Linked DNA regions of Zea mays: region 2 is linked to region 1. Evidence: chromatin contacts called from public Hi-C data. All regions are on one chromosome and are shown on one strand. Each heading gives the region's core, a stretch centred on a gene start, on an enhancer-like site or on the middle of the called end of the contact. The rest is flanking DNA. Distances are from core to core; before and after follow the strand shown.

Region 1 (7,007 bases), core at 3,667-6,166:
GGGGCGAGCTGAGGGGGTGTGCGGGGCTTTACCTAGTGCTCGAGCGACATGGGCGGGGCGTGCAGTCGTGGGTGCGGGTCTGGTGGGCGGGGCGCACGCCATGGGCGCGGCGGTTGTGGAGGAGGAGGATGGGTCTGACGGGCAGGGTCCACGGGACAGCAAGAACGAACGGCGGAACGGGCAGACGGGCTGACGAGAGGGGTCTACGGGACAGTGAGAGAAGGAAACGCGCGCGTGAAGGGGGTTGGCGCAGACTAATCGGTCCCACCAGGCAGAGGAAGAGAGGGGGAGTGAGAGGGCGGGTCGCGGCGCTGATAGGTGGGGCCCGCCTGCCAGCAGTTGCGGGCACGCGCGCGGGAGGGTTAGTTGGGCCGGCCTAGGCCGAAAGGCTGAGCGGGAGGGGGGTTTCGGGCTGTTTTCCTTTTCTTTTTATTTTCTGAATTTCAAATCCTTTTTCCTTTTATTTTCTCAATTCAAATTCAAATACCAATTCAAATTCAAACTAATTCCAACATGTGCAACAATTCAAAGAATACCTTAAACTCGGCATGATGCAATATTTCATGACTCACATTGTTTTGACAAAATAAATAATTAATCCATTTCCTAGTTAACCTAATTCTAGCTAAAAGAAAAAGAGAGAGAGAGAAACTAGAGAGAGACAAGAGTAACACTTGAATTTGGTAGATACTTAGAAAGAAATTCTATTCCTCCAAATTCAGGGTGTTACAGACCTATCCCCCTTAAAAAGAATCTCGCCCTCGAGATTCAGCGTTGGCTAGCAAAGAGTTCAGGGTACTTGGCTTTCAAATCATCTTCTCTTTCCCATGTTCCTTCTTCTTCTAAGTGATGGCCCCATCTAACTTTGCACATCCAGATGGTGCTTCTCCGAGTGACCCAGTCTACTGTCTCTAGAATCTGAGTTGGCTTCTCAATATATGTCATATCTTCTTGAACTTCAAGGTCCTCTATTGGCAACTACTCTTCTGGGACTCACAAACATTTCTTCAGCTGAGACACATGGAACACGTCATGCATGACTGATAGATTTTCTAGTAAGCTGAGTTGATATGCCACATCTTCGCGTCTTGCTTGAATCTGGTACGGTCCGATGTATCGTGGTGCTAGCTTGCCTTTGACTCTGTACCTTTTGATTCCTCTGATCAGTGACACTTTCAAGTAGACATAATCTCCCACTTCAAAACTCAGTTCTCTTCTTCGGGTGTCAGCATAGCTTCGCTATCTGGACTCCGCTGTCTTCAGATTCTCTTGAACCATTCTGATGTTCTCTTCAGCTTCAAGTAGAATATCTAGACCGTACACCTGCCTTTCACCGGGTTTGTCCCAATGCAATGGAGTTCTGCAATTCCTTCCATAGAGTGCTTGGAATGGTGTCATCTTTAGACTGACTTGGTAGCTGTTGTTGTAGGAGAATTCTGCATACGATAGCCTCTTGTCCCAACCTAACTTGTCTTGCAAAGCACAAGCTCTCAACATGTCTTCAAGAATCTGGTTGGTTCTCTCTTTTTGACCATCTGTCTGCGGGTGATAAGCTGAACTGAACTTCAAATGTGTGCCCAACTCTTCATGCAACTGCTGCCAAAATGAGAAATAAACTAGGTGCCTCTATCTAATACTAACTTCTTTGGAACAGCATGCAAGCACACAATCCGAGACATAAATAATTCTGCCAACACTGCACTGTTATAGGTGGTCTTGACTGGTATGAAATGGGTCACCTTTGTTAAACGGTCCACTACTACCCAGATGGAGTCATAACCAGCTCGAGTGCGGGGCAGACCGACTATAAAGTTCATCCCAATCTCATCCCATTTCCACTAAGGAATCTGCAACGGCTACAACAAACCTTTGGGCCTCTGATGTTCTGCCTTGATTCTCTGACAACTGTCGCATCTGGCAACGTACTCTGCTATCTCCCTTTTCATACCATACCACCAGAATATTTTCTTTAGGTCTTGGTACATCTTCTCGCTACGAGGGTATATAGAATATGCTGTCTTATGAGCTTCCTTGAGAATCAGTTCCCGGATCGATTTGATGTCGGGAACACACAGTCTATCCTTGAACTATATCACTCCTTCTGCGTCTTCACGGAAATCTGGACCTTTCCCATCTATGATCAGCTGCCGGATCTCGTTGATCTTCTCATCATCTTTCTGACCTTTCCTGATATTTTGCTCTATAGTGGGTTCCGGCTCAACTGTCACTCCTTGAGTGTTGTTCAAAAATCCGAGACTCAGCCTGTTGAATTCCTTTGCTAGCTCGTACGACATCGGGTGAGCAGCCAACATATTAACTTGACTCTTTCTGCCCAAAGCAGCTGCAACCACATTTGCTTTGTCTGGATGATAATGTATCTCCAGCTCATAATCTTTGATCAACTCTAGCCATCTTCGCTGCCTCATGTTTAGCTCTGACTGAGTGAATATGTACTTAAGACTCTTGTGATCCGTGTAGATATCACAATTCTGCCCATACAAATAGTGTCTCCGGGTCTTCAGTGCATGAACCACTGCTGCTAGCTCCAGATCATGAGTGGGATAATTCTTCTCATGAATCTTCAGCTAGCGGGACGAGTATGCCACTATTTTCCCTTCCTACATCGATACACATCCCAGTCCGGTGTATGAAGCATCACAATATACTGAGAATGGCTTGTGAACATTTTTCAGAATCAATACCGGCGCTGATGTCAACTTCTTCTTCAACGTCTCAAATGATTCTTGGCACGCTGGGGTCCATTTGAACTCAACCTTCTTTGCCAATAATGCTGTCATTAGCCTGGCAATCTTGAAGAAACCTTCAATGAAACGCTGATAGTAACCGGCCATTCTGATGAAACTCTTGATTCTTCGGACATCTTTCGGTGCTTTCCAGACCAGAATCGCTGCTACCTTCTTTGGATCTACAGCTAATCCATCTCAGTTTATAATATGCCCCAAGAACAGGACTTCGCTGATCCAGAACTCGCACTTGCTAAGCTTGGCGTACAGTTGACAATCTCGTAGCCTTTGCAGTACCTTTCTCAAATGCTCTTCATGCTCTTGTTCATTCTGGGAATATATAAGGATATCATCAATGAACACCACTATGAACTTGACGAGGTAGTCCATGAACACACTGTTCACCAAGTACATGAAATAAGCTGGCGCATTCGTCAGGCTGAATGACATGACTGTGAACTCATACAACCCATACTTGGTGATAAATGTTGTCTTTGATATATCCGAGGGTCGGATCCTGAGCTGATGGTAACCTGACCTCAGATCTATCTTTGAGAATGCACTGGCTTCTCTCAACTGGTCGAATAAGTCTTCAATTCTTGGCAGAGGGTACTTGTTTTTGACAATGACTTCATTCAAAGATTTGTAATCAATGCACATCATTTTTGTTCCGTCCTTCTTCTCCACAAATAGCACTGGGGCTATAATACCCAACTTTAGAAAATAGAGGAATAAAAATTTATGTGTAATGCCTTCTCATTCTTAAGAATTATTAGGAGACATGTTTAAAATAAATAATACCTCAATAAAATTTGTATCATGTTGAGGTTTTGTTTGTTTGTGCATTTAATAATAAAACAATACTAATGAAAATATGATAATAGTTTGATAATTTAGATTTAACCAAAAAGTACAATTTAGGGAATTGGAAATAATACAGAAAAAAAAGAAAGAGAGAGATATTATGAAAGACAAAATAGATTTACAAGAAAAGAAACCCATCCCATAATGGCATGTTCAAAACATACATTCAAATTTTAGTACAAATTCGCAACAAGATTTGAATTCAAATTTTAGGTTTAAAATAAAAAGGAGAAACAAAACAGGAAATAAAGTTAGAAAAAAAAGAGAACAAAAGCACTTGGGCTGAAACCTCCCTGGAGGCCCACTCCTCCATTTTCCCCACGCCGCGCGCGCTTACACCATGGGCCTAGTGGGCTAGTGGCCAATCTTTTGCTTCCCGCTGGCGTGCGCCTGACGCTGTTGGGTGGGCCCGTCGTGGCAGCCCAGCACAGCATGGTCACGGGAGGGATCTCTCAGACCCTGGTGTAGCTGGCTCGTGGGGCCGACTCGTCAGGAACGTCTTCCCCACAGAGTACACTCACGCGACAAGGAAGGTTCTACTCGGCTCGCACGCGTGGCATGACCTTCTCTGCCATGCGGGCGATCCATGTTCAGGCGCTGCCGGGAGGACCCTGTGCTAGCTCTATTCCCCCCCCCCCCCCCCCCCCATGGATCAGAAGTGGGAGCGGTAACAACCACTTGGGGGCGCCGCGATCTCCGCCACGATATCCGCGCGCGCAATTCTGGATGATGGATCAAATCCGAACTTCGTCGCACTATAAAAACCTAAGCCTTTCATCAATCGAGCCATCCCTCTAGTCACCATGGGTTCTGCGACCATGGGCACCGTGCATCCCGGAGCGCCATTGATGGGTGAGTGAAGGATGGTTGCGCCGCGCGATGAAAACTCTGATTTCCGGATCGTCGCGCCCTCTGCAACCGGTGAGAATCTTGCTGGGCGCGCAATGGATCGACAATCGCGAGATTGCTCGTCGTCGACCAAACACCGCTGCGGATCCGCGTGACGCCGTGGGCAACCCTGTTGCTGCCTCCATTACTGGTGATAAGCTATTTAATCAATTCGGATGACCCTCCTCGGTGTGTTGCGCCCACCCGTGACCAATTTTTGCGCCGCGGCTTTGATTCGGCCGTTCACCGGCGTACCTCGCCGCGCGGCGGTGCCGCCATCTCTGGGTGGTGCCTGGCAGCCAGGGTGTGGTTGGGGGCGGTGCGGTGACCCTTGATTCAATGAACGACCCAGATTAGGTCATAGGCGTACCCTTTCATCTAATAGAATCGTGACCGTTCATCTTTGATGTACGCACCAGATTCGCTCGCATCACTTTAAAATCTGAACCTTCGGATCGTGATCGGTCGACCGCGGGTGCATACCTGTTCGGGTTTAACTCTAGCCGTCTGATGAGGATCTGAGGGCCAAAAGTCACGCGCATGTGCCAGTCATGGCTATCTTATTAAGAAACCCTCGTAGTTTTACAGATTTATCCCGCAGTCCACGGCAATGAAAGAACCATCACCAATGGGTCCTGGAATTTGCATTTGACCCCCTGAGATTCTAGAGAATAGTGGGCGCAGTCCGCGAAGCTTAAAAGAAATCTGGAAAAAAATAGTTTTAAGTGTAAAAATAAATGTAAAACCTTAGGAAAGTCATATCTTCTTCGTTTCTGCTCCGATTTTCCCTGTTCAAGTTGTGTTAGCTTCGTAATAAAATATCTACCCTTTGGTAACCTTATTTTTATCATGTAACATGTTTTTAAATAATGTGTTTACCCTATGTTCATCTGATTAACTTCTCTAATTAAAATTAAAGTAATGTTTTCAGTCCCTAGTTATAATTTGACTAAAATATGCTTTCTAATCAAGTTATAACTTGAATTAAAATTAAATTAATGATTTTCTTAGGAATATCTTTCTCACATGATTTATAATAATCAACATAGGACATAGTTTTCCTGTTTAAAACACGTAAACCTTCGAAAATTCATAACTTTATAACGGTAACTCCGATTTTTGTGGTTCTCGAACCCATGACCTCATAGCTGTAACACCCCTGGTGTTACTGCCACTAAAACTTGAGCATGACATCATAAGCATTGGCATATCATGTGATTGTACTCGGCGGCGGCGACAAGGTCCGCGTCGGTGGCGTCGCGTTTCGCTTGCGACTTCTTCTTGCCTTTCTTCTTGGCGCCGCGCTGAGTTGACGCCTCAGGGACATCTTCTGGTGCGCGGCCCTGGGGCTGCTTGTCCTTCTGGAAGATGGCCTCAACCGCCTCCTGGCCAGAGGCGAACTTGGTGGCGATGTCCATCAGCTCTCTCGCCCTGGTGGGGGTCTTGCGACCCAGCTTGCTCACCAGGTCGCGGCAGGTGGTGCCGGCGAGGAACGCGCCGATGGCATCTGAATCGGTGATGTTGGGCAGCTCAGTGCGCTGCTTCGAGAATCGTCGGATGTAGTCCCGGAGAGACTCTCCTGGCTGCTGTCGGCAGCTTCGGAGATCCCAGGAGTTCCCAGGGCGCATGTACGTGCCCTGGAAATTGCCGGCGAAGGCTTGGACCAGGTCGTCCCAGTTGGAGATCTGCCCCGGAGGCAGGTGCTCCAACCAGGCGCGAGCGGTGTCGGAGAGGAACAGGGGGAGGTTGCGGATGATGAGGTTGTCATCGTCCGTTCCACCCAGTTGGCAGGCCAACCGGTAGTCCGCGAGCCACAGTTCCGGTCTCGTCTCCCCCGAGTACTTTGTGATAGTAGTCGGGGTTCAGAACCGGGTCGGGAACGACGCTCGTCGTATGGCGCGGCTGAAAGCCTGCGGACCGGGTGGTTCGGGCGAGGGACTCCGATCCTCCCCGCTGTCATAGCGTCCCCCACGCCTGGGGTGGTAGCCTCGGCGCACCCTCTCATCGAGGTGGGCCCGACGGTTACGGTGGTGGTGCTCGTTGCCGAGGCGACCCGGGGCCGTAGGCGCTGTGTTGCGCGTGCGCCCGGTGTGGACCGAGGCTTCCCGCATGAATCGGGAAGTCACGGCGCGATGTTCCGAGGGGTACCCCTACCTTCGGGAGGCGGAGCTTTCGGCCCGTCGGACCACGGCGTCCTCCAGGAGATTCTTGAGCTCTCCCTGAATTCGCCGCCCCTCGGTGGTTTATGGGTCCGGCATGGCGCGGAGAAGCATTGCCGCTGCAGCCAGGTTCTGGCCGACTCCACTGGAAGTGGGTGGCGGCCTTACCCTGACATCGTCGGCGATGCGGTGCTGGATACCCTAGGGTAGATGACGCACTTCTCCGGCCAGAGGTTGGCCCGCCCATTCCTGCCCGACGTCCCGGCGGATCGGCTCAAGTGTTCCTGCTCCCTCGTCGAGTCTGGCCTGCACGCCGCGGATTTGTTCAAGCTGTGGGTCATGACCCCCCGCC
Region 2 (7,042 bases), core at 119-2,618, 430 kb before region 1:
TTTTCTCTTCGCGCATAGTCTGGACATTGGTTCGACTTTCAATGAAATCCTTCTCTAGAATCTTGAAAGATTTTTCCTTGTCATCGCAATCAAAATGAAGCCTGCACACTTCGAACCTAAGCTTCATTGTCTCTTTAGGGCAGCTTCGTCCTCAACATTTTTCTTGTTCCTCAGGGTCTTCATCAGAAGCAAACCTTGTAAGACATGAAAAGAGAAATATAAGTAAATTATTCCATCAAGTCAACCCAAAGCTCAAAAACAAAAATCAATAGAAATTACCTTAAGATGCGTGTAAGCCAAGCAATCAGAAAAGTCCTCGGAGGACATGGTTGAGAGCATGGCCTCCGACTTCGAGAAAACAATATTATCTATCATGTAGCGACATACTTTAGTTTCCATATTGTCTGGGCAGCAGTACAAGTAATCGTTTGGCCGGCCCCGAAGATAGTAGACCCCAAAGGGTATCCAAGTTGTTCAGCAAAACCGATGCTTTGGCCACCTACGTCGCACCCATGACTTTCCCCGCGGCATCATGAACCCTATACCTTCGACCATCCAATTCTTGGTCAAAAGGTCCTTCATCAAGCATTGTATCATCTTCAAAGACATTTGTGAACAATAAGTGTAAAGCCTTAAGGGGCATGATTGTAATTTTGTACAAAGGCGGTTCATCTTCCCTATAAATAGATGAACAGTGCACTGCACAAAGCACCTTTTCGAGGGCCAAAGCTTCGTGTTGCTTAGCCTTCGAAGATCATTTGTGCCACTTTGTGTTAAGGAGCCGAAGGTATGCTTGTAAAGTCCTATAATAAAAAGGGAGATGAAATAAAAATGCTAAGGTAAAGGAGATGAGTTTCATACGTGTAAACACCCTAAAATCATATTTTTGGATAATTTAAGAAAGTTTATTCTGTGACCTGAATAAATATGTTTTCAAATAGGAGAATATATAGGAGATCCCTATATGAGTGAATTAATTGAATAAAACATTTATAAATATCTTCTAAAAAAATTTAAGCTAAGATACGTTTTAACAAATAATAAAGATTAGAGATTAGTTTCTTAATATACATTGTGTGAGCATAATTGGTGTATTCAAAATCATTTTTCAAAGATATGGTAAAATAAATAAATAAAATTATGGATTTGCATTTATGCTGAGGTGTTCGATTTGTTCACTAAAATTTGAGTGCAAATTGGAGACCAAATTTGAACTTGAAATCCAAATTTGAAAATTAGGAAACAAAATAGGAAGATATAAAAGAAAATAAAGAAAAAGGGGGAAAGACTACCTACATCTAGGCTCAAATCTACTCACCTCGGCCCACATCATCACCTTGCGGCTGGCCCACCTCCCCACTTCCTCATCCCACGCAACCGCCATGTGGGTCCCTTGCGAGCCAATTTTCCGCCGTGTGCAATTCACAGCCAGCCATGCGCAGACCTGTAACAGACTCGTCGGTCACGGGGGAAGTTGTTCTGATTTCCCTGGTTAAATAAAAGTGTCGAACCACGAACACATCGCCCTCCTCCTGGTCGTCGCGGTTGCGTATTGAACCCAGCATCACTGAGCGCCGACGACGTGAGAGGGTAGTGCTCGTCGTCGTTGCTATCAGAGTCGAGCAGGCCCGTGGCCTAGACCTAGGTATTGGTGCAAGGGCAATCAGCAGAGAATGCCGCGAACGGTCTTAACTTCATTGCTGGTCGGTGCCACACGGTGTCTTCGACCGGCCTCCCTCTCACCTCTGCAACTGCAGTGAGCCCCCCAACTCTAGCTCCCCTGGTTCCCGTATTCACGTAGCAGCGGTTAGTAGGGCGTTGGTAGCTCGGGCTCGAGGGACGGCTACGCGCTGGTGGTATCGCCACCATGTTTGGTGGGCGGTGTCGTTCATCTGAAGCATCAGTGTGGGGAAGAAGGCTATGGACCATTGGATCCTTGATGACGGGTTGGGGTCAACACGTGTCGTGGGCGAATTTGGGGCCATCGATCCGTGATCCGATGATCGTAGTTGTTTATCGGTTCGTTTTAAGGCCTTGTTCGTTTCCGTTGGATTGCACCCGGAATCGTTCCAGCTAATCAAAGTTTATATAAATTAGAGAAGCAATCCGGTCAGGAATCGTTCTGACCCATCAATCCGGCAGAAACGAACAAGGCCTAAAGGAGGATCGATTCCGGGCCGCTGGTGTTGGATCGGGCGGATCCGATGGGGATCTCTGTAATTTAAAATCAACACTCTTGATTTCAGATCCAAGGGTCACAACTGTGTACCGATTCAACTTATTGATCGAACTAATTCGGACGCTCCGTTAGAGATCCAATGGCCGTAGTCGGCCCATACCTCTTCGTCGAGTGGTTTTTCAGAGGGGACCCCGGACTCTTTATGTATTGCTTGCGGGTCCGCACAGCTCTAGAACCGTTAAAACTAAGTCCTGGTTTTATCGTTGTAGCCCCTGAGTCTTCCTGGAATCAGGCCCCTAGTCCATTCAGCTGTGAGATCAGTAAGAATAAATGCATAAGTCACTTTCTAGTACAATAATAATGACTCAATCTTAGAAAGATCATAACTTCATGATTTTAACTCTATTTTAATTCGTTCAATTTGTGTCGACTTCGTAGTAAAATTGCATACACAATAATTACAATATTTGTGTCATATCATAGACTTTTATAAAGAGATATTCATTTAACTTGTGTTCTAACCTTTCTAAATCAAAGTTAATCTGTTGATAATTATAACCTGACTAAAATAGATTCTCTAATTAAAGATATAACTTGGGTGGAGATGAATTAAGGTGTTAAACGTTAAAGTCCTTCGTCCTTCGGGGCATTATTTCTCTTAGGATATAACGACTCTCGGACGAAGGTTACGAAGAACATACCTTTGTAAGCACAACATATAAAAATGAAGAGGAATTCATATGAAGTATAATAAACAGCATGAACAATTAAATATTTTGTTATCATTGGATTATTCTTATTTTATTACTATGAGTAAATAGAAATGATAACTTATTACAAGTGTACCTTCGGCTTGAAGGAAAATAAAGAGTACAAGCGTGATGCAAAAGCAAATGCCAAGTCAACGTGAACAGTACGGGAGCACTGTTCATCTATTTATAGGCACGGGACGCAGCCCATGTAAAATTACACTCATGCCCTTTACTTTTGCTAATGACTCTATAGTAATCCATCGAGGTTTAAATAGCATTTTCCCTTTTAAGTCAGTTTGCCTTTCTGCTATCATGCCGAAGGTCCCCCGCGAATAGCTTCGGTTCTGCGCCAACCTTTGCATTCTTTGTACTTCTTCATATTGTGGTTCTGATCCGAGTCCGAAGGTACCTGTTCATGTATTATACTCCAGAAACATTGTTAAATCATGTTTTTGAGGACCTTCGGAAGTCGAAGGCCCCCAACAGTAGCCCCTCGCAATATTAATTTGTTAGGATGATAAATTCAGATTGCGATATGGACGAAGGCCCTAGGCCGAAGGTCCGAAAAAACACCTTCCCTTTGCTAGAATAGCAACAGTCAATGACAAGCGGGACCCTCCCACTTGCAACGCCCTAGGCATATAAATATGATCCGACCGCGAGCTCATTTGGGACGCTTTCTTGCCATCTGCTTTGCCTGCTCAAATAGCTCTTTGCCTACAAACGCTTGTCCAGCTTTTAAAATTTTTTAGCTTCGGCCCTAAGAGCACATTTTCAGCATTTTCGAAGAGATGTCTCAGGAAAAGAAAGCTGTTGCTGAAATGAAACTGAGCCTTTCTGAGGAGAAGAATCTGGGCTTTCTTGAATCGATAGCGAGAACAAATACAGAGAAGATTACTAGAGAAATTTTAGAAGGCTTATCTGAAGATACCTGTGAAAGTGACAGCTATGATGTAGAAAGTGGGGGTGAAGACTCCGAAGATCGACCGTGGCGACCAAGTCACACAGTCTTCGGAAAATCGAGTATTAAACAGAGTCATCTTGATAACATGAGGGGAAGATATTTTCGAGACATGTCTACTGTGAGGGCAGATGACGGAGAGAGGACTGTGCCTACTCCCGAAGAGAATGAAGTCGTGATCTTCCGAAGCTTTTTTAAAGCTGGGCTTCAGTTCCCCTTAAACAGATTTGTGGTTGAAGTTCTGAAGATGTATCAGGTCTACCTTCATCAACTTACTCCCGAAGCTATCATAAGAATGGGAATCTTCGTATGGGCCGTGAGGAGCCAGGGCTTGGAGCCAAATGCAAAAAGTTTCTGCAATATGCACGAACTATTATATGAGACGAAACCCTGGGGTAAAGAGCAATATCATAACAATTTTGGCTGTTATAGCTTCGGTGCTCGCTCTGGGTCAAGCTGTCCCATGCCAACTTTTCGGAAGAGATGGTGAAAGTCGCCTAGAGGGGGGGGGTGGATAGGCGAAACCTGAAAATTAAAACTTTATCCCCCAACTAGATCCTTTGATTAGTGGTTAGAACAAGATGAACAATTATTGAAGTATAAAAACTAAGTTCTTGCTAGTAAGAGTATAGCTTTCAAATAATGCGGAAGTGATAAAACTAATAATTCTATGATAACGAAGCAAGAAAGCTTAGATGAAAAAGAGCACTAACTCAAGTTCTTTTCTTGCGGAGTGTTGCTTCACTTAAATGAGATTTTAACTTGAAGCAACACCAAATGATATGAGCAAAGAATAGTGCAAGAGAACTTAGAGTAAGGGAACTTAGAGTAAGGGAAAGCAAACAAATCACAAGCAAAAGCACAATGAACACGGGTGATTTGTTTTACCGAGGTTCGGCCCTCGAAGGCCTAGTCCCCGTTGAGGAGTCCACTTAAGGACGGGTCTTTTTCAACCCTTTCCCTCTCTCCCGATCACACAAGGATCGGCGAGCTCTTCTTCTTCTCAAGGATCGCTCTCGATCCCACAAGGACCACCACAATCTTTGGTGTCTCTTGCTATCTTTTACAAGCCTCCAACACTTTGGAGGAAGTTCGAATGGGAGTCGAAAACTCCACGCGCAAATGAACACAAAGATGTAGCACACACTATCTCTCAATGAATCTCACAAGGCGCTAGGCTAAACTCAATTGAGTAGCTCTCAATTGCTTGCTCTCTCTTTTGTGGCACTTGTGTTGGTTGTAGTGGACTAAATCTTGTGTATAGGATGGATCAATGAATATAGATGGTTGGGAGGGCTTAAGTATGTCAACTAGATGACTTGGAATGTTGCTTGGACTCCCACCCTTTAAAATGGCCGGTTGGGGTGGTATTTATAGCCACCATCCAATTTTGTAGCCGTTGGAGAAGCTGCTGGCGATGGGCGCACCGGACAGTCCGGTGCACACCGGACATGTCCGGTGCCCCAGCCACGTCATCCTATCCGTTGGGGTTGGAGCTGGTCGACCGTTGGAGGCTTTTGTCCTCATGTGGCACCGGACAGTCCGGTGCACACCGGACAGTCCGGTGCCTCTCTGATCCTCTGCTCTGACTTCTGCCGCGTGTACTGTTCTGCACTGTTTACTGTCAGAGTCGACCGTTGGCGCGAAGATGACCGTTGCTCCGCTGGCACACCGGACAGTCCGGTGCACACCGGACAGTCCGGTGAATTTTAGCGGAGCGGCTGCCGCGCGAACCCGAGGCTGGCGAGTTCTGGAGACCGCGCTTTCTTGGAGCACCGGACATGTCCGGTGCACACCGGACAGTCCGGTGAATTATAGCGCGCCGGCTTCCGAGAATTCCCGAGGGCGAAGAGTTTGAGTCTGAGTCCCCTGGTGCACCGGACAGGTACTGTTCACTGTCCGGTGGCACACCGGACAGTCCGGTGCGCCAGACCAGGGGTGCCCTCGGTTGCCCCTTTGCTCCTTTATTGAATCCAAAACTTGGTCTTTTTATTGGCTGAGTGTGAACCTTTTACACCTGTATAATCTATACACTTGGGCAAACTAGTTAGTCCAATTATTTGTGTTGGGCAATTCAACCACCAAAATTATTTAGGAACTAGGTGTAAGCCTAATTCCCTTTCAATCTACCCCTTTTTGGTGATTGATGCCAACACAAACCAAAGCAAATAGAGAGGTGCATAATTGAACTAGTTTGCATAATGTAAGTGTAAAGGTTGCTTGGAATTGAGCCAATATAACTACTTTACAAGATATGCATGGAATGTTCCTTTCTTATGTAACATTTTGGACCACGTTTGCACCACATGTTTTGTTTTTGCAAATTCTTTTTGTAAATCCATTTCAAAGATCTTTTGCAAATAGTCAAAGGTAAATGAATAAGAGTTTGTAAAGCATTTTCAAGATTTGAGATATTCTCCCCCTGTTTCAAATACTTTTCCTTTGACTTAACAAAACTCCCCCTAAAAGAGATCCACCTCTTAGTGTTCAAGAGGGTTTTGATATACCATTTTTGAAATACTACTTTTTCCCTTTTTTTGAACATAATAGGATACCAAATGATAAATACTTTTGGAAAGCACTAAGTTTTTGAATTTGGTGTGGTCCTTTTGCTTTGGGCTCATTTCTCCCCCTTTTTGGCATGAATCGCCAAAAACGGAATCATTAGAGCCCTCGAAGTGCTATCTTCCCCTTTGGGCATAAATAAATGAGTTAAGATTATACCAAAGGCGAAGTCCGGTCTTTTAGCTTTGGGCTCTTACTCTCTTCCAGAGACGAAGTCCTTTTCTTTGATGCTCATTTCTCCCCAAGGAATAGAGAGTTGCTTGGAGTGATGGCGAAGTATGATATACGGAGTGGAAGCCTTTGTTTTCGCCGAAGACTCCATTTCCCTTTCAATCTACGACTTAGCATAGTAATATACTTGGAAACATATTAGTCGTAGTCATGGTACGGGAATAATAGGATATATGCATTTGTACCAAAATGAAAGAGATATGATCAAGAGATATGTCAATTAAGCATGATCATAGTTCTATATAACATAGATTTCTCCCCCTAAGTATGTGCATGGAGAGGAACACATATTATGGCCTTAAATGCCAATTGCACATAATTAGGTTAATGAGAACATATCTATATTATACAGAA

The links. A called contact is a pair of places that touch in the nucleus more often than the background predicts.
Region 2: a Hi-C map of ear shows a contact between it and region 1, with 3 times the contacts expected there. The contact joins two enhancer-like sites. A contact is called at or near these places in 2 of 25 Hi-C or Micro-C datasets (ear and leaf).

The regions. Positions count from the first base shown.
Region 1 is chr8:47,246,595-47,253,601 of Zm-B73-REFERENCE-NAM-5.0, reverse strand. No RefSeq gene overlaps it. Among protein-coding and RNA genes, the nearest start is that of TRNAW-CCA, 130 kb to the right of the region's middle. Within about 2 kb of position 4,916, at least 18 of the 20 cell types and tissues checked have an H3K27ac peak or open chromatin away from gene starts, as enhancers often do. A contact at or near this core is called in ear and leaf, where this site is marked.
Region 2 is chr8:47,673,832-47,680,873 of Zm-B73-REFERENCE-NAM-5.0, reverse strand. No RefSeq gene overlaps it. Among protein-coding and RNA genes, the nearest start is that of LOC103635159, 31 kb to the right of the region's middle. Within about 2 kb of position 1,368, at least 14 of the 20 cell types and tissues checked have an H3K27ac peak or open chromatin away from gene starts, as enhancers often do. A contact at or near this core is called in ear and leaf, where this site is marked.